Linked DNA regions of Rattus norvegicus: region 1 is linked to region 2. A link is a contact called in public Hi-C data. All regions are on one chromosome and are shown on one strand. Each heading gives the region's core, a stretch centred on a gene start, on an enhancer-like site or on the middle of the called end of the contact. The rest is flanking DNA. Distances are from core to core; before and after follow the strand shown.

What was found. A called contact is a pair of places that touch in the nucleus more often than the background predicts.
Region 1: a Hi-C map of liver shows a contact between it and region 2, with 2.2 times the contacts expected there. The contact joins two enhancer-like sites. A contact is called at or near these places in 2 of 12 Hi-C or Micro-C datasets (both in liver).

Annotation. Positions count from the first base shown.
Region 1 is chr11:89,861,057-89,865,179 of GRCr8, reverse strand. It overlaps a transcript of Lpp not described here. Among named protein-coding and RNA genes, the nearest start is that of Lpp, 58 kb to the right of the region's middle. Within about 2 kb of position 2,214, at least 5 of the 93 cell types and tissues checked have an H3K27ac peak or open chromatin away from gene starts, as enhancers often do. A contact at or near this core is called in liver, where this site is marked.
Region 2 is chr11:89,792,816-89,796,896 of GRCr8, reverse strand. The region is part of intron 1 of Lpp (LIM domain containing preferred translocation partner in lipoma); the gene reads left to right. Among named protein-coding and RNA genes, the nearest start is that of Lpp, 10 kb to the left of the region's middle. Within about 2 kb of position 1,611, at least 5 of the 93 cell types and tissues checked have an H3K27ac peak or open chromatin away from gene starts, as enhancers often do. A contact at or near this core is called in liver, where this site is marked.

The DNA of each region.
Region 1 (4,123 bases), core at 965-3,464, 68 kb before region 2:
TCAAAAGACTGAGATGAAGATGACAGGGAGCCCTGATTGCATTTGGGAGGAAAGAAATCAAAGTAATTAGATGTTTCTTGTTTACTCCTGTGTAATGTGCCTTTTTCATTTACAACCTCATTTCATTTTCCCATCAACCTTTGGAGGTGGAGAGGGCTAGCAGCCTTGGTAGAGGGTGGGAGCCTTTGTTTTAATGACCTGCTAGCACGCCATGGCAAACTGAGTGTGGGTCTTGTTGCTGTGTGCTGGGAAGGTCATCAGATGTGTTGTCCTGCAGTGGCTCAATAGCGGACAGACGTAGGACGGGTATGGCGTAAAGAGTCATCTGTATGATGCGACCTGGTGGTGCCTTGGTGGCAAGCGGAGGGAAAGTAACTGGGGAATTCTTGCTGAGACGTTCACTAACTCTCGTCCTCTGGACTTCCGTTAAACTACATAGATAATAAACCTCATTCTGAGTGTTGTGGAGTTTTTCAGAGCACCTCGAATGCTGTCGTGATAGGGAAAGCTCAGCTTGATTTGAAAGTGTGACCGAGTTCATCCTTGTTTCATCATTGTTTTCTTTATCTTTGTCCCACTACCTTCAGTGGACGATTGGTCGCCACTGCATACATAACTGGCTCTTTGGCTTTGTCTTGGCAATATTTCTCTAATAGAATCTCAAACCTGGGCTTGAATATTCCTCCCGGACTCCAGCTTATGGTTACAACATCAGTGGGAATCTTTGTTACCTGCTCTATCTCTTGGGATTCTCAGGGCTTAAAGTGAAATTGTGGTAGCCTTCAACTTGGATTTAGTGAACTCAAATGGTCCACTAAAATGGCAGGACCGAAAAGACTGCTTTCATGAGTTGACTGAAGGAAGCTCGGAAGTTTTTGTTATCCCGAGGTTAGTTCTGGTCCACAGCGACTCTTGCTTCTGAAGCACTGTATGCCCTTCCTGTAGGTTACTGAGAACAGGGTGGAAGTGCGGCCTTGCATACTCAGAAGACCTGGTTTGAAGGGGAGGTGGCTTCAGGCTCAGCCGGAGCAGGACTCCAGCTCCGATCCTCTGCACTGTTCTTCAGTCTGCCCTTTTCGTGTTGTTGGCTTTATCTTCCTCAAGCTATTTGTCTTACTGTTGGGAGGTAGCTGTCCAGTGACCAGGCTGAGAATACCTACCTGCATAGCTGTCCAGCGAGCAGGCTAGAGGCATCTGCTTTCCTCTTTGGAGGAGAGTGAACCTTGCTGCCCTAGGTAGAGGTCTCCGTTACTGCACATTGTGCTACTTGGAATATGGACCAGAGGCTGTGCTACTCCGACCTCATGGCAGCCACTCAGAGAGGTGATTGGCTGCTCACAGCAAGTGTACTGTTGGGGAGAAAGGGCCAGAAGCCTTGTTTTCAGTCTTATTACAGTACCATCTATGCCTCAGACCTCGACTCATCTTCCAAAAGAGATGTTAGGCAGCTGCACTCTGTACTAAGGCAATGCTTACAAGAGTGCGATTAGAAGAGGGAGGTGCTGGGACACACACACACACACACACACACACACACACACACACACGACCTGTCAGGGTCACTTCAAGGATATAGCATGGAAGGACAGTGTTTGTGTGTCTGGTAGTCTGCTGGGATCTCTGCATAAAAGGCAGGCGACACATTTTCATGGCTAGAAGAATAAGTCTGAAGGATGCGAGTGTCCCCTTGCCCAGGGGGACTCTAGCAGGTACTGGCAGGATCTGCTGAGTAGTTCCAGGGATTGTACTGCAGATAAGGCTGGACAGCATGATGTTTTGAGGGTTAAACAAGTCACAGCACTGAAAGAGGCTTGTGCCAGCAGTGTGGCGTCAGTCACCGTGATGAGGGAGAGGATGGCAGGATGGGTAACACAACGCACAAAGCCTGCTAAGTGTTAGCCTTGCTTTGTTTGCATGTTCCCCAGTATCAGGATTTTAGGGAGCACTGATTGTCTTGCCTGCTCCTTATATTTGGTTTGTGCAAGCAGGTTGGCGGTAATTTATCAAGTGTGGCCTAGTCATTCATGACAGGCTGTTGCGATTGTTTGCTTCCTTCGAGATTCAAACTGGACCAGAGGATCCTGTACAGGTTAAGAATACGGCACTATGCCCAGTGTGTAGTATTTATGCTTGGCGTTCATCCTTCCCTAGACCGAGGCACTGTCCTCCCCAGGACTAAATGAGGATTAACTTGTCCTGGTCTTGGAAGGAAACTGGATCTGGAGCTTTATTAATCATTAAACTTGACCATAGAGCAGTAAGAGGTACGGGGAGGTAGATGCAGAGATCCATGTGGCTCGGCGGCTCAGTACTCGGAGACCCAGAGAGGCTGTAGTCTAGCCTTTGGGATTATTCTTGCTTTGTTTGTTCCTATAATCACACCTTCTGCCCCAAGCATGCCTGGCCCAGTGGGAGTCAGGAAGGAAATTATTTCCCTCTTTGGATATCAACGTACAATTGTCGCAGCCAAGGACTTTCAGTTTTAATATTTCCGTTTTGGTTTTAAGAGCTCCCAGGTATTAATCTCTGCCGGAAGCAAAGCGTTGGTCATTTCTGTTAGAGGTGTGTGTCTTGGCTCCCTGCGGTTACTTGGCCAGCTGGTTTCTGAACATTTGCCACCATCTGCTAAGCCAGCTTTCGTTTTTATTTACTTGTTTCACAAATTATAAGGGGACTTAGTAAGTGTGAACTGAGGCCCACACAGTCTCCCCGAGTCTGTGGGTCTCTATGTAGCAGGGTGGTCTTGTAGGGACCATGACTGCTGTCCATTAAAGAAAAGATAAAGGCATTTCTTCTCAGCCTTCCTCCTAGTTCCACAGTATTTTCTCTTGGCTTCCGGTGCAGTGGGGGGTGCCCCTTTCTCTCCTTGGCGTGGTCCTAGGAGAGCTGTAAGAGTTCTTTCTCACTGGGTTACTCTGATAGCAGGCGTCTGATGCCTGTGTGAATGGGTGGAAGGATGGGTGGAAGGTCCTTTATGGACCGTTGCCAAACAACTACTTCTGGTAGAACGTATGACCTTATTTTCTTTCCTGACTCTAGTATTTGTCAAAAAGTTAGCCAACTTCAGAGTTCCTTTTTCGTCCTACAGGGGAGAGTCCTGGAGATTGAACCCGCCGTGGCTTTGTATATGGTCAGCAAATTGTCTGGCCCTGTGTTACCTGTGCAGCCCCATCGCAGGCTCCTTAAGCTACTGTGGTGGGTTAGGCATGCTCCCCGGTCTGTAGAAGCTTTGAGGGAGGGGGCATAGAGAAGACTGTCATACACAATGGGAATCTCTCATAGCGTTCGTATGTATGCTGATGCCTTGTGAGAGGTTTATGGTTGGGAGATCAAGGTAAATTAGTCACAGCTACAGATCTCATAGGACTTAGACAAAAGGGGGTGGAGGGTGGAGAGAATTGGGACTGTAGGGCAAGTCTCCAGGAAGGGGGGTTGATCTCTAACTTAAGCATGGGTGGATGGTAGAGGGGCCCATGGCCATAGTTTGGGCCATGGAGGTTGGTCAGTATCTGAGAGTGGGTGTAGATAACATCAAAGTCTTTACAGGTCAGAATTTCATGTGCCCTCCTTTCTCTAACCAGAAGCTGCAGCAAAAGGTGATGCAGTGACTCTTTATATACTGGTGTTAAGTTTACAGAATGTGTGCATGGCCAGGGTGTGCCTGGGTCTGCTCTCAGAGCCAGCAAGCATTTCTGTGTTCCTGAGCACTTCTTTCAAGAGTTCCCGATGCTGAACCTTTGGTGGTCTGCTTCTTAGGCTTAAAATAGATTTAGTGAAGAGAACCATTGAAGTTTTCCAGAATTTGAACATTTCTCACTCTGACGCAGTGTTATCAGTTGCTGTTCCTGTGCACCATTACCCCCAAATTATCAGCCTCAACAAGAAACATCTTTTGAATCATCGTTTCTGCAGCTTTGATGGTGCCCACGGGACTTCTCATGAGGTCGCAAGTGAGTTTTTCTATCCCTGTAGATTCCTCTGAAGGCTCCAAATGGGGGAAATCCTCCACAAAGCCCAGTCACATGATCACAGTGTATTTAACTCCCCTCAGGTTGTTGTAAGAGCCTCCACTCTGGCTGTGCAGATCTGTCCATGGAGCAAGCTCCCAAGGCATTTGGCTTCT
Region 2 (4,081 bases), core at 362-2,861:
CACACACACACACACAGACACACATTATCACTGCCAAGTACAGTATTCAGAGAAGGATGGTTTTACCTGCTGTTAAGTCATGAGAGTCTAGGAAAAGGCTGTGTCCATCAAGAGAGAGCTTTGCCCAAAGGCTTCTTAACCACCCTCCATAGCCCTCCCGCTAGAGGATGAGGACGCTACATTGTAACAAGAAGGGCCATGCTATCCTGTGACGTTTAGGGGACTCTGAGCAGGTGGATTGTGTTTCCTGACTGCCTGTATTGATGAGACACAGGCAGGGATGCTTGGGGACAGATGTGTGAAAGGTTATGAAGCTTAAAAATGAGTGGCCATTTTGCTGTGATGGAAGGAGTCTCATCTTCTGGTCTCTTACATTGTGAGAAGTTGGCAGCATGGGGTGGAGAGGTCAATTGGTGTGGGTTTCTGTCCTTCTACCTAGTGACTTAAACTTAGGGGGCTCCCCTATCCAGATGTTTGCTAGCTCTTCTCAGATGGATAGTTAGAATTTGTAATTACTTATTGACCTTTACTTCCTGAGGATCTTGGACAGAATGCCAGTGGGAAGAGAAGCTGAGCAGGGTGTTCTGTCTGGCTGTGTGGCGTTGCCTCCCCTCCCCCAACCAACCCAAGTGCTCAAAGGACAGGAAATTAGCTACCGAACATAGATTTCTTGCCAATCCTTGGGTTAGGCATGGGTATTTTACTCGATTTTCACAGTAGCTTGTAGCTCTGCAACTTTAGCTTGCTCTTCGCACCTGTAGCAGCTGAGGTGCTGGGAGAATAAAGAACTTCCCAATTGTCACAACTATTAAGCAGCCTCAGAGGCTTTCAGCTGATGTGGCTCATGCTCGTTCTGGTACCAGATAGGTTGTAGAGAACTGGAAGCTGCAGTCTGTGTCGCCGCTCTCCTTGCTCTGCTTTCGATGTATCCATGAGTGTCTTAGTGACCAGTCTTTCTTAAAAGAAAACAGAGAGTCGATTTTTAATAAGCAACAAAGAATACAGAATGAACTAAAATCAAATCTGTAGAAAAATTTCCTTTTTTGTTTGTTCGCTCTCACTAGGAAAGACAAATCCTTATTAATTCCTAAGTACCCATCCAGAACTGAATAGGACGCGCGCGCACACACACACACACACACACACACTCTCCAGCATTGACGTCCATGTAATGTGTGCATTCTGCACCATATATAAGGTCTCTACAAAGGAATGTAGCAAACATTGTTTCCCACCTTGCCTTACTGTGTCGTCATACATATTTTGCATATGTCATTTGTGTATCAGTTGCTAATATGTGCTTGCTACCTTGTTTTTATTTGAATTTCTGTTTACCAGTGAATTTGAACATAATTTTACATAGGCTGTACCTTTACCTACGTAACCTTTCCTTCTTGGCAGCTGCCCTTTGATTGACTTTTCGTTGGTTATTGAGAGGTTGCTTTTGGATTACTGTAGTGGAAATTGGGGGTGTGTGTCCTGAGACAATATCTCAGCAGCAGATTCCTGCTTGCTTAGCCTGCCAAAAGCAGTGGGCTAGACCCATGCAGTGTCACAATCTACCAAGTAGCCAACAAACATTAACTCCTTATCTGTGGGGCGGCTGCAACACGTCACTAAAAAAGAATATGCAATTTTACTTGCAGATTTCACAAGCCAGACTGTTGGAGGCCACTTAGAAATTCTTCTGTCCTTTTTTATTATTAAACATTTGCCCTGTGTTTCTTTCTTTCTTTCTATTTGGCCTTTTATCTATTTTCTTCTCTTCCTCCTTCTCCCTGCCTTTCACTGAAATCGTACTTTGGTAAAGTCAGAAGATAGAGGCAGCACTGTTGATATTCTCTTTTATAGCCTAATTTCCAAGCAGTGCGTGTGAAGGAGTCTGTGAATCCACTTTCCCTGCATTTATTAAAATGTCATCTTTGGGGCTGCAGAGAAGACTCGGTTGTTAAGATTACTCACTGCTCTTGTAGAAGCCTCAGGGTTTCATTCCTAGCATTCTGGCTAGGTGGCTTAGAACCACCAGCTCCAGGGGATTCAGTTCCTCTTCTGGCCTCAAGACCACCGGAACTGATGCAGGCACACAGACGTGCACGTAAATAAGTTAAAAAAATTTTTTTTAACACAAACAAAAGCTGTGTTTTCTTCATGTATATTCTTCAATGCATAAATACTTATCATTTTTTATTTTTGAAATTTGAGCTAATTAATTTTTACTGTATGTGAGTGTTTTGGTCGCATGTATGTCTATGAACCATGAATCATATATCTTGTGTTTAAAACATGCATACTTCTTGTGACAGGCCAGAAGAGGGTGTCTGATCTCCTGGAACTGGAGTTACAGATTTGAGCCGCTCTGTGAGTGCTGGGAATCGATCCAGTCCTCTGGGATTGTAGCCAGTGCTCTGAACTCCTGAGCTACCTCTCAGATCCAAGCACTCGCTCTTCATGCTTGGAAGGATGCAGGGCAGTTTCAATCTTTCGTCCCTGGCGCTGTCACCTCTTGCACCACACTCTGACCTTTCACAGATGGATAATGTACTTTAGTACCTGATGGGGTCACCTCACTCTCTAGTTATTTTTCCAGGAAATTCTTTGCTTTTGGTCCCTGCTTATTTTTCCATGAACTTTAGAATAAACTTGTCTAGTCCTAAAAATAACTCTCTGCTGATATTTTTATGGGAAACGCTTTTCACTTACTCAGTAACCATGTAAACTGAGCATTATAATGCGTTAGTTATTTTTCTGTCTTTAAAATCTTTTTTTGCGATGCTACGGATCGAGCCCGGTGTCACATGATCGCTAGGCGAGTGTTTTATATCTGAGTACCGTCACCACGAAATCTGACATGTTCCCAGGAGCATGTATATATTTCTTCACATAGACCCCGAATGCTTCTTACATGTTTACCTTCCTAGGTATTTCTGCCTGTTATAATGAAAATGATTCATTCTACTATTTAATTGTATGTACGTATGCATGTATGAATATGTACGTATGTGTAAATCCTTGGATTCTGTATACTAACTTTTCTTCTGAGCCATTTTATTAAATTTTTACTTTACTGGAACATTTTTAGGTAGATCTCTCTATGTTGAAGCTATCACATCATCCGTTCCAAACTGTTAATTTACCGTTCTTTCTACCTTTAGAATGCTGTGGGTTTGCTCCAGTCTTCTTGTTATCTCTAGAAGAGTATGCTTGATGCTTGCCATAAGAGTCAGAGTAAACATCCTCCTGCACTTGACTTCAGTGGAAATGTTATTAATTCGGATGGTGGCTTCTGGCATAGATAGCATGTTAAAAAGCATGCACACTTATTTTGAGAGTTTTTATTTTAAAACTGAAGCTGATCTGAAATGCCTATCTAAATCTTTTTTGATGTTTTTTTTTTCATTTAAAAATGGAAAGCATACATTTCAAGAAAATGGCTATTTTTTATTCTGTACATTTGCTGTGATATATAAATAAAATTTCAGATACGATATTCTCATATTTAGTCAGAAATTTTGTGCATGTGCACGCATGCCTCTCTCTCTCTCTCTCTGTGTGTGTGTGTGTGTGTGTGTGTGTGTGTGTATCAAGACTCTAGGAGTTAGCAATTTTTAAGTGATTTTTGTATTAACTTTTATGTTAGATTGCTTGGAAGTTCTGTGAAAGTATGCGTTTATTAACATTTTCAAGTTTTAACATCAGTGTCGTGCTTAAAATAGTGTAAGCTAATCAAGGGTTTTTTTTTTTCCTCTTTTTAAAAGTAATTTTAACATATTCATACATACAACACATTCCTCAAAAATGTTATCGAATTTCCTCTGAAGCTTTCTCAACTTGATATGTCTGTGGGGTGTGTGTGTGTGTGTGTGTGTGTGTGTGTGTGTGTGTGGAGTCTCTTTAAAAACTTAGTATCTCTTTCACGATAAATAGACTTGGTATGCATGTGTTCTGTGACCCTCTTGTTGGATTTTAGGAAACCTGTCTATTTCAGGTTTTTATGTAGAGTTTGTTTCTTGAGGCTGTTTTGTGCGTCCTTAGTATCCCTTTATTTACATCTAATAATGTTAGTCTATAGCTTTTTGTATTA